Regions from separate parts of the Gossypium arboreum genome. Here region 1 is linked to region 2. A link is a contact called in public Hi-C data. All regions are on one chromosome and are shown on one strand. The core of a region is the stretch at or near the end of the contact, and the rest is flanking DNA. Distances in the headings are between cores, read along the strand shown.

What was found. Hi-C and Micro-C count contacts between places; a contact is called where the count stands out from the background.
Region 1: a Hi-C map of leaf shows a contact between it and region 2, with 2.5 times the contacts expected there. The contact joins the promoter of LOC108476575 here to the promoter of LOC108479979 in region 2. A contact is called at or near these places in 2 of 5 Hi-C or Micro-C datasets (both in leaf).

The regions. Positions count from the first base shown.
Region 1 is chr12:3,095,449-3,101,696 of ASM2569848v2, forward strand. It overlaps LOC108476575 (triacylglycerol lipase 1), which reads left to right and starts at 4,729. Exons shown (of 9, transcript XM_017778815.2): 1 at 4,729-5,101; 2 at 5,539-5,649; 3 at 6,057-6,197. The coding sequence starts at 4,928.
Region 2 is chr12:2,954,041-2,959,835 of ASM2569848v2, forward strand. It overlaps LOC108479979 (alpha-L-fucosidase 2-like), which reads right to left and starts at 3,426. Exons shown (of 11, transcript XM_053023023.1): 1 at 2,323-3,426; 2 at 1,992-2,137; 3 at 932-1,788; 4 at 656-788; 5 at 148-306. The coding sequence starts at 2,527. LOC128285681 (a long non-coding RNA gene) reads right to left here and starts at 5,564. Exons shown (of 2, transcript XR_008276210.1): 1 at 5,147-5,564; 2 at 4,457-4,725.

The sequences.
Region 1 (6,248 bases), core at 3,479-5,978, 140 kb after region 2:
TTGAAACAAGATTTTGATGAAATTAAGTTGATAGTTCAAGAGTTTATATGTTTCCAAATATGGTTCATGTTGGACAAATTATGGAATTAGGGATTTAATTGAATGAATTATAAGTTAGAATTGATTAAGGGATTAAATTGTAAACTAGGCTATAAGTTTTATGTTGTAGGGACTAAATTGAAGAAAATTCGAAATTAGGGAAATATGCAGGAAATTTTATAGTTAAATATAAGTTTAGACAAAATTTGAATAGAAAAGAGAGTGAATTGGATTAAGAAAATAATTAAGTTTAGTTAGGATTAAATTGGGAATAAGGTAGGAATTGTTTAGAAATTTAATTATTTATTATAATTAATGCTGTAAATAATAATGTAAATTACTATTATTTTGTAGCCAACAAAGAACCTGAAGCATCAGCATCAAAAGGAAAGGAGAAAGTCATCGAGGACTAAAACGGAGAATTACGTGTGTATTACTATAATTCAATTTTAATTATTATTGATTGCTGAATTTTTAATTGTTATGTATGGTAAGTAAGACTTGAGGTAAGTATGTGAAATTGATATGAATATTGAGTGAAAATGAAAGTGATGCAAATTGAATTAAATTGAATAGAATAAGTGAATTATGGAATATGTGATTATTTGAAAAGTGTATTGATTGAAAAATGAATGGTGATTTGAATTGTGAATTGAAAGTGATATAGAATTGAGAAAGTGAATTGAATACCCTATTAACTAGTCAGGCTGAGTCGGATATAGTTGGCATGTCATAGGATTAGAAGTGTTCAGGGATGCTTCGACCTTGAGTAGATGAGACACTGGGTGTCACTAAATTTCTTCGGATAGATTCGATGAGGTACTGGGTACCAACTTTACTTCGGCTAGGCCGATGAGACACTGGGTGTCAACTATTACTTCGAACTATCCGATGAGGCATTGGGTGCCATATTGGTGTGTTTGGTTAGATCCGTGTATCCGCCAAAGTCCGAGTTACGTTAATAGGGTGAAAAATTGAAATGTGAATTTAAGGCATTGAAATAAAAAAAAAAAGAGAAATTTAATTATGAATAGAAATTGGAATTGTGATAGAAAGAGAAAAGTATGAGCTAAATGTTCATAAGTGGTTTAAATTCAAGTTTGTGAAAAATACATTGATTGACGAATAATTAAATTGAATTGTTATTATGAAATGATGAAAATAAAAATAAAAATAAAGTATGAATTAGTATTTAAGAAATTAATTGTTATGTATTTTAATATTTATATTTTTATTATTGATGATATATTTTGAATTATGGTAATATCACTGAGTATATCCATACTCAACGTACGGTTGTTTCCGTGAGCAGGTTAGTAGAAGTCAAGTGTCCCGGCTTAGCATCCAGAACAATCCCGACTCCAACACAAATTTGGTGATGTATATTTTTCTTTTGGGTAAAGGTGGCATGTACATAGGTGTTGTTTAGTCACTTGAATATGTATATTACTTTGGGTAGTGAAGGATGAATTATAAGATTTAGATGGTTAAATGAATGAAGTTTTAATCAATTTAGAATGATGCTATGATAGTTATTAAGTAAAAATTATGTTAATGATATAAATATTAGTTATATGAATGTGAAACATTGGTGTTGGTTGTTTTGGTTTGAATTTGCGGGGGTTTAGGTAAAATAAGCGAATGTCTTGCAAATTTTTATAAAAAAATTCTGGAATACTCAAACAAGTCCCGTTCTACTTTTAATACGTGTTTGAACTTCGAGAGTCCAATATAGGGACTTAATTATTATATTATACTATGAAAGTTATATTAATTGTAGATTATTCGTAAGTTGTCTAATATGTCCGGTAATGCCTCATAACCTCGTTCCGGCGACGGTTTGGGATTAGGGGGTGTTACATGATTGAACTTGGAAATGGTTATTTGTATGTTTGATTAATAGATTAAATTGGTATGTATTGAATTGTGGTCCAATTGGCATGAGTTGCATAGATAGAAATTGCAATTTTGATTGCCATTTGAGGCATATTAGTGTAGTTGATTGGATTTGGCTGAGTTGTAGTATTTAGTATGTTTTCAATTGGATATATGCAGATTTGAGGTATGCCTATAAGTACCATTTGATTTTTAACTTGGCTTGAGCATGTAAAAGTACCAAAATGTGAGATTTTTTACCATTTGGTAAAAAGTATCAATACTATGGATTAAGGTATTGGTACTTTATCAAATTACCATGATTCAAAATCGAAAGAATGTCAATTTGGTATTAATACCAATATAAAGTATCAATACTTATTCTCAAGGATTGATACTCTATAAAGGTATCGATACAAATTGACTTGTGTTCAAATTTTGAAAAATGGCAGAATGTTAAAATAGTATCTATAATGAATTTGGTATCGATACTTCTTATAGGGGTATTTGGTACCTTATTCAAAGTATCGATACTTGTAAATTTTACTTTGATTTTTGAGACATCGAAGTTGAAAATAGTATTGGTACCTGTTGTGGGTATCGGTACATATTGTTAAATTTTGAAAAGCTTTCAAAATGGTACTTATTCATGTTCGGGTCAACTTGGGAGCTTTCGTAAGCTCGATTAAATCTCGGTTTTGTTTGTAAATCATGTTATACATGGAAGTATGATACAAATTGATGTTTTATTGAACTAATGACTATGAATTGTATGTGATTGTTCTAGTAACAGTAGTAGCATCCTGTAGTTCAGGCTCGACGACTGGGTTGGGCGAAGGGTGTTACAATTTATAAGTATTTTTTATACATATATTAAATATTTTTAATATTTATAAGTATTTTTTACATATATTAAATAATTTAAAAAATAGCAATTAGTCTGAAATGATGCACCAAAGTAGACCGATGCCGATACATATTAGTTCCTGTAAAAAATTATATGTCCATCGATACTGTACTTACTCATGATATAGCCAGCTACTTGCTATAATAACATTCCATTATAACAATCAAGTTTCTAGTAGAATCGATTTTTTTATGTTTTATTTTAACTCTCTATAATAACTTTTCACTTATAACAACATCTATAATTATGAAATACATTATTTATTAAATTAGTTGTCTATAACAACATATTGTCTAATTTTTAAGTAAAACTATAATTATTTCATATAAGCAAGCCTATTAATAATCATTTATTAAATAAAACTGATCTTAATTAAAATATTATTTTGATAAAATGATTAAATTTCATGTGAAAATCTATTAATTATATTTTATTAAATGAAAATAATATTCAATGAGTGTAATTAAATATATCAATTAAATAAACTATTAAGTTCTCTAATTAAATATTCTAGTATGAATTTAAAACACCATAAACTTATAAATTGATTACTTGAATTTAGTAACTTATGATAAATTAATTAATTTAATTTGATAACTCATATTGATTAATTTAACTTGCTAGATTTAAAATTTTATAATTAATCGGTGAAAGAATATAAAATCAAATATGCATAAAGGCTATATTTCATGAATGTTATGAATCTTTTAAAATTGTCGATTTGATCATATTCTTTTTTAACATAATTTTCATTTTTTTATTTGATGAAAATTCAATATATAAATCCTATGATAAGTTTACAACGATTATTTCTCTATAACAATATGCTATTATATATGTCTAGCAATGACCTTTCTATAACTGATAAAAATTAAACAGACAAATAAATATTTTACAAAGAGGGATAAGTGTACTTTTACATTTTGAGTGGACAAGAGAAAAGTATTTAGGAGTATAACAGTTCAACCTTTCCTCTTTGCCATAGCAAAGTTAATTACCCTTAGAATACTGACAAAGCCCCCAATTCTTGCAGCCACAGGAGCAGCCATTGGTAGCACCTCTGGATTAAAATGTGGTATAGGTAAGACAGAGAAAACATTACCTGGGATTTTGATGGGTTCTTCGCTTGCACTTCACATCTGAATTAAATGTGGTATAGGTATGACAGAAAACAACATTTCACAGCGCAGCAAATGCTAAGCCCAAAATGTTGTTCTTGTATGTAAATTATGTTTTGAAAGGTGGGTAAGGGAGGATAATGGGAAGTAATTTAGGACTGGTGAGATGGGTTGCCACTTTTTGGGGTTTGGGATTGCAACGAATAGCACCAGAATTTTGGGGGTGTAGATCAGTTAAAGATTAGAGATCCAACAAAATTTTGTTTTAATATTTATTTTTGTTTAAAAATAACTTTATCTTGATATTTCGGGATTTAAGTAAGATAGTACGGTATTTTCTACTTCAATTAATAGTTGAGAGTTTAATTTTCACAAGTATGAAATAATTTTAAAATTAAGTACCAATATTTACCATTTAACAAACTTAGTAGATATTTGTATCGCGTGACGATATACAAATATTTTAAAAATATTATATATTTTATCAAAAATGAATTTTAAATAATTTCCTTTTAAAATTATTGAATTTCTATGTATTTTTAAACTTTTAAAATTAAGATTAATTTTAAATATTTAATATTTTTTAAATATAGATCAAATTAATAGTACTAAATTTGTTATTATGAAAATAACAAACATACTAATTGCTAGTAACTATTGATGCAACGTCCTATTTTGAAAAAAGAACACAAAAGTTAAAAGGTTAAAAACTGAAGTAAATTATTAGAAAAGGACATGATCTAATGGTTCCGACGACAGGATCACGGGCCACAAAATTACAAAAGAGAATAAAAAATGGATCTGCTACGGAAAGATCTGAGAGTGAGTTAAATTTTGTGAAGTCTATTAAGTTAAAGAGAATAAAATTGGAAAGGAGTAGAAAACTTTTATATTTATTTAATGGTTAAAATTCATGAAAGCTATGATAAGGTGAACAGAGTGTGTGGCACTCTAGTCCCGATCATTCAACTACTCCCCATTCAGAGAGATGGACAAGTTTCCGGCGTTTCTTCTTCTTCCATTTCTTTGCTTTTTCCACTCTTTATTTCTTTCCGACGCCGATGTTACCGGAAATTCGTCCGATCCCGGCCTAACTCTCTCCGCCGACTCTCTCTGCGCCCAGCTTATCGAGCCCAATGGTTATTTCTGCACTGAACACACTGTACTCTCTCTCCCTCCCTTTCTATTATTATTCTTGTCAAGGTTCTTTTGGCCGCTAAGAAACCGGGAAAAAATGATAATGAGGGAAAAATAGTAAAGGACTATTATGTTTTGAGCCATAAAAGAAGCAATCAAAGCAAAATATGCATTTTTTGTTTGTTTTTGGAAGGGACTGCAGAGACGGAGTTTACCTTTCCTTTTCCCTCATTTTCGTTGTACCGATAGTGTCCTTAATTTATAGAATTTCTTCTGCTGTTTCTTTCATCCCCTTTTCATAAATTTTTAAAGTTTCTTTTTTAATGATTTGTAGAAAGTTTTCTGAAATCTGCTTACTTCAGTTCTTTAGGGTTCTCTAGTTAAATTTTGTTGCTTTCTTGTTTGGTAACTGAAATTGAAGTTTCCTTTTAATTTTGTGGTTTATTACTAATTTTCTTTCAGGTTCAAACTAAGGATGGCTATTTATTAGCTCTCCAACGCGTCTCATCTCGTTCTGGGGATCTTAAAGTTCAGCAAGGTCATCCTGTTCTGCTTCAGCATGGATTATTCATGGTAAATTCCCCATTTAATTGAAACAAAATTTTCAAATAACAGAGTTATTTAGCTGTTATTATGTATCTTATTCATGTAAGGTCTTCTAATGTGTCTTGATCCTACCAGCTACTAGATATTGATTTACTTGTATGAAATTTCTCTTGTTCCTTTTTCCCCCTTTGTTTTTCCAGTGAAAATGCATGCTGAAAGATGCCTTTTTTTTTTTTTTTTTCTAAAACAAAATCCTTGATCTAGTGATTGTTGCAATAAATAACAAAGCAAATGAGATTGTGTGCTTTCTGTTTGGAAGATTATATGTTATCTCTGTTTATATTCTCCAGGACTGTAATTTTGTATATGCATGTATTTGTTTTACGTTGATAGGATTTTATACTGATTTGATACTACTTTGATATACTAAACAGGCAGGTGATGCATGGTTTTTGGATTCCACTGAACAGTCGTTGGGCTTCATCCTTGCAGACCAGGGTTTTGATGTGTGGGTTGGAAATGTTCGTGGAACACGTTGGAGCCATGGACACATATCTTTATTAGATACAGACAAGGTAGGCGAACTCTATACAGAATGCCTCTTTCTCTTAGCTAGAATTCATCTT
Region 2 (5,795 bases), core at 2,176-4,675:
GAAGGCACTTCATATTGTGCACTTAACAGCAGCGAGAAAAACAATTCTGAGATAACAGAAATAGCATTCCTCTAACAAGGAACTAGTTTTTATTGTGATGTTTTACCAGGAAATGGAAAATATGTTACAAAAATATCAGGATCTCACAATGTCCATGGTGTATGTGTAGTGCTCCCACAGATGAACACAAAGCCAAGCTCCACCCATGGGCCATAATGCCCAATCAACATCACCAGCATCTGCTGATGATTTTGCCCATATGTCAGATTTATGATGTACAACCCAACCGCTTGTTTCATAGTTGACCTGTAGATTGTGTTACAAAGAAATTTTCATATGAAAAAATGTAAAATAGAAAAAGGAGGAACATATACCTCATAAGCCATAAGATATTATTGTCAAGGTCTACTGTTATAAAACTATGGCTTCTAGGTTAGAGGAGGAAGGGCAGTATGTTCGTTTCCCAGTAAAGAAAAACCCTAATAAGAAGCCAGATATCTACATATCAAAATGCAGGACCTATGACTTTCAAATCATTGCAGGAATCAGAACACTCGATTCGAAGTTTCAACCATGTAATTTAGCAGGTATAAACAGGTTATATTTACAAGACTAAATCAGTGTAGCAGGTTTAGTTTAAAGGGAAGACTCTTACTTCTGCAGTTTTACGACCATTGACCGATAGGGAACTGAGGAAATCAAATAAGGGCTCCTGGCATTCACTAAGGTTGCATGGCAAGGAAGGCCAATAATTCATTTCAAGATTGATGTTCAAATGAGGAGCAGAGCTGAGGACAGAGGTAACAGAACCAGTCACAATCCAAGTAATACTTTGATGGATATAATGGCTGCAGATATAATGTTCCACAGGACATACATCACACAAGCAAGATTAAATGAGAAAAATAAGAGAAACGGAATGTAGACATACTCCCATTTTGGCTCAAGATCTTTGTTCCATATTCCTTGCAAGTTAGCCACCTGAGTTCCAGGCCGTGAAGAAGAAATAAGTAAATACCGGCCAAACTGGAACAGAAGCTCGACAAGATATGGATCCTCATCCATTTGAAAAGATTTTATTCTCTCAGCCGTTGTTGGAACTCTACCGTCTTGATTTTTCTTGAGGCACACAACAGATCTTGAACTTTGTGAAAACTGCAGTGAGACACGGCGGAACAGATTCTGGTAGTCATCCAAATGATGAGCATAAAGATCAACATGTGACAGATTACTAATCGACTTCAGGACATTGAGAGAATCTGAAGTAGGATCCTTCTTAGAATCTGATGGCTTGGTGAATGGCCCATCAAATGAAGATGATGCCACCAGAAGCAAAATAGCCCAATCAGAACCTTCAACCCTTAACTTGCTGTCATCTAGAATATGTACGATGCCATTCCCCTTGCTAATCTTTAAATCAAGAACAGCAGAAAACTGGATACCCTTTCGCTTGTCATCTGCATACACTTGTGGTGGGATTCGCTTTTCTGGGCAATGTCCTTCCATTATAATCTGCCTTTCACCGGTCATTTTACAATGGTGATCTAACTTGCTGTCCAGATATACAGTAAAGGATACAGACCCAGGCTTGCTCCCAGAAATCTTCGTTACCATTACTTGGTCGGGATTAGAGGCAAAATGCTCTCTGGAAAATTCTACACCATCCACAGTATATTTTATTTGCACAGTTGCATTATCCAAGTCCAGCTCTCTTTGATACGTTTCTTTATCATAATTCAGATGAGAATCATCAAATTCCAGCTTGATATCACCAAGTAGTTGATAAACCTCCATCATTAAAAGGCAAAAATCACCCAGATAAGCTTCTTAGAACAATTTCAATATTTTCCAGTAGAACAAATTAAACTGAGACCTGTGATTCATGAATTTAACTCCTAAATCAAAGAAATAGTTTGGCAAATTCTATAATTTTACATTGCCTTCACACAAGTTTTTTATAATAATAATAATAAGGAAAAGAAGTAACATACATCTGCAGGATTTCCAACCAACTTGGCTGATGCTACAGTAGCTTCAGCAAATTCACCACTATCAACAAGCTTTCTAATCTCTGATAGAGCATATGGAGCATTGGGGTTTGTATAGTCTCCAGGAACCCCAGTCCAAAGTGTGTCCTCTACAAAATTATTTAACAATAGTCATTTTCTACTAGTTTCATTGATAATTTGTAGACACCACATGTAATGTATATTCATTTTAATGGTCTTATTATTCACTCATTCAGAAACGTAACACAAGTTATTAAAGAGAATTTGATAAGATTTGACAAGAAAGCGAAAGGAAAATATAGTATTAGTTCACCGTTGAGCTGGATAAGTTCGGAAGCGACGCCACCCCAAATCATGGCACCAAGACGACCATTCCCAACGGGGAGGGCGTCGGTCCAGTACTTGGCGGGTTCGTTGAAGATGACTTTCAGTGGCCTTGAAGTTGAATCCGAGGAGCATGGGTTCCAGAGATCGGCCACTGTGGGTCTCCGCACCATAATCCACTCTTCATCTCTCATTACCGCAAAATCAGAAGTAGAGATTGTACAATATACCAACTAATGCTTCTTTTTTGACTTCTGGTTCAAGTTTCTTTCTTTTATCGTTATCGTGTATGTATATTTACAGAGCCAGGAGCAGGAGTGGTGAAGAGTGTGGGCTGTCTTTCTGACAGAAGGAAAAGAGATTGCTTCTTCTTGTTTTGGGTTTTCTATACGCAAATAGTCCAAACTTCTTTCTTTGGGTTACAATATGCCATGGTAATTTGAATCCTTTCACAGAATTCTGGTTTTTTTAAGCAGAAGATCAAATCCATAAGAGACTTTCTTCTTCTTCTTTTTTTGCTTTTGAAGCAAATTAATGTTTGTGGTTCAGCCAACCACGTGCCATCAATCCTTCCAGACATCAATTTCGCTATTGCACAAAGGAATTGCCAAAACAATCTTATTTTCCTTTGAATTCAATATGAGGTTTTACAAGTGATTTCATCATAGGATTTTAGTTTTTTCTCTTTCAAAAATTGTAGCCAGTGCTTTAAAACATAATTTCCAAAAGTTCCTTTACAGTGGAATTTTCTCAAAAATCGTTTATCAATAAAATTCATGAAAAAACAAAAGCCCTTTTTTGAACTCAAAAAATACAACAGACACGAAAATAAATAATAATATGCATAGTTTCACTTCACTTCGAATAATCTCCTCGAAAATAATTTTATAGCTTGCACTTGCTTTTCCATGTCTGCTTACACTTGATTTTCAATGTCTACAAATTGAATTAAGGACAATACAAATTCTAATACAAAATCATTTCTATTCTCAATAAAGGAAGACATCATTTTAACTAACACGCAAATAAGGATGTAATTGTCTATAGTCGTCAACTTAACTTTATTGATCATGTCTAATATATTTTTTTTAGTTCATGCCCTAAATCCCAACAAAATGGAAATTAATTTTGATTAATACAAATAATTTGTTGACATAATGTATAACTCCAAATTAATCTTTAAAGACTGATGATAATAACCTTAATACGTAATAAACCTATATGAAAATGGGATTTTATGAACAAGCCCATATAATTGGAGGAGTTAATGTTCCACCAGAGATATATCACTATTAGAATAATTACAATATTAGGTGGAGGAAAAAGCAAGGCTCAACAATCTCTTGAGGGCCGATTTCGCAATCAACAAATTTTATTTATCATTTATACCTTGTCGAAATTTATCGTTACTTACCCTAATAGATTCTATATTTTCTTTTTCATTAAACTAATTTTTACACTCTATGTTTTCTTTTTCAATGGCCAAATGTTGTAATTTAAAATACAAAGTAATTTATCTTACTTTTTTATTGTTAACAAACAATTCATATCAAACTAAAGTACGTTCATAATTTAAATGCATGAGAAAATGAAACAAAAATGAGGAAATATTTGATACAGAAAGACAGTTTTGGTATCTGTTCTTATTTTCTAATGGCTACCCCAACAATGGTGTAAAAAGTTTTTGGCAATTTACACCATGACCTCTCCCCAAATATCTTGCCCAAACAATCTTATTTTTCTTTTAATCAGAACATTGAATTTGTGCTGAGGCCTTCCATTGCTGCCTTCTTGTAGAGGTCTTGCGATAAGAGTGATTTCATCATTTGGTTTTAATCCTTTCTCATTCGAAAATTGAGGCCAGTCAATTGAAACATAATTTCCAATGACTTCATGAGTATGGAATTTTGTCAAAACCGTCCACACTTTTCCCAAGCTATCAATAATATCCATGAAAAAAAAACGCCCTTCTTGAAATTCAAAAAACTCACTAACATACATGAAAGGGAAAAAAAATACACATCGGTCCACTTCGCTTTGAATTATTCTCCTTGAGAATAATCTCCTACCTTGCATATGGTTTTCCATGTCCACAATTTGAATTGAGAGCAATACAATAATGATTCTAATACGAATTTGTATGATTTTTGATGATTGTAATAAAAATTCTAATACAAAAATTCTTTATATATTTAATGAAGGAAGACAGTCACTTTAACTAACACCTTTGTAAATAGGTATGTAATTGTTCGTGAGTGAATTGACTTAACTTTCCACTTAGTTAATACACATTGCTTTTCATGCTATAAGCATGCTCATTATTATGAAGAAGCCCCCACAAAGCAGTTATCCATGTTGTTGATCATTCTTGACTCTCGTCCCCTGTTTCAGCCTACATAAAGTGTAAGCATACTGCTTAAAATATAGTGTAAGCATACTGCTTAAAATATATTAATCATATAGTTTAAAGCAATATAAATCTTTATCCGATCACTGGTTCTAACTTCAGAAATAGCCATCAAGGTTCTCATTATACGAATGTAACAATTTACATAAATTAGTGGCTCTAGAATCCATCAATCTATGGTTATTATATTTATGAAGAAAACGTGCTTAATACAAACGCAACGTAGGAAGCTAGATAACAAGCGCTTTTCATACCAATACATGAAGCAAATTTGTACCACTCATACGATCTAGGACATTACAACAGATAGGAAGAAATTGCAGCAAGCAGAAAAAAAAAATTTAATGAGAGTACTATAAGGGAAAGAAGCAAGAAGTTATGTTTAAGAGAGGTGGTAAAAACATACTCTCATGCTGGCTCAATATACCTTGCAGGATTGACACCTGACTTCCGGGTCGTGAAGAAGAAATAAGCAAATACCCTGCAAGAAGGATCTTCATCTGTTTGAAAAGATTTCACCCGCTCAGCAGTTGAAACTGCACCATCGTTGCTTTTACTAAAATGTGATTTTTTTTGTAGAAGATTTAACTTCCTTCATCTCCAAAGAGCCATCCCCTAAATTGCCCTTCGAACTTTTTGAAAGCTGCAGAGAGGCACGATAGAAAAGATTCTGATAGTTATCCAAGTGGTGGGCCTAAAGATCAGCCCAATCCGAACCTTGAACTTCTTATCATCTATATTATGTATACCACCTCCTTGACAAACTTGTAACTCAAGAAGTGTAGCAAACTGAATTCCCTTCGGATTCTCATTTAAACTCACTTTTGGTTGGATTCTTTTACCAGGACAACTCCCTACATTATAATCTGATTTTGCCTTTTTTGCCTGTGAACGGTGGTGTAACGTGCTATCTAAAGAAACTGTAAATGAAAGTGACCCCGGTTTGCTTCCAGACAATGGCGAAGCCAAGGGGGGCTGGTTACGCCCGGCCCCTAAAATGGAAATTTTTTATTTTGGGTCTTTATAATTTATAAAATTTTAAATTAGTAATGTTA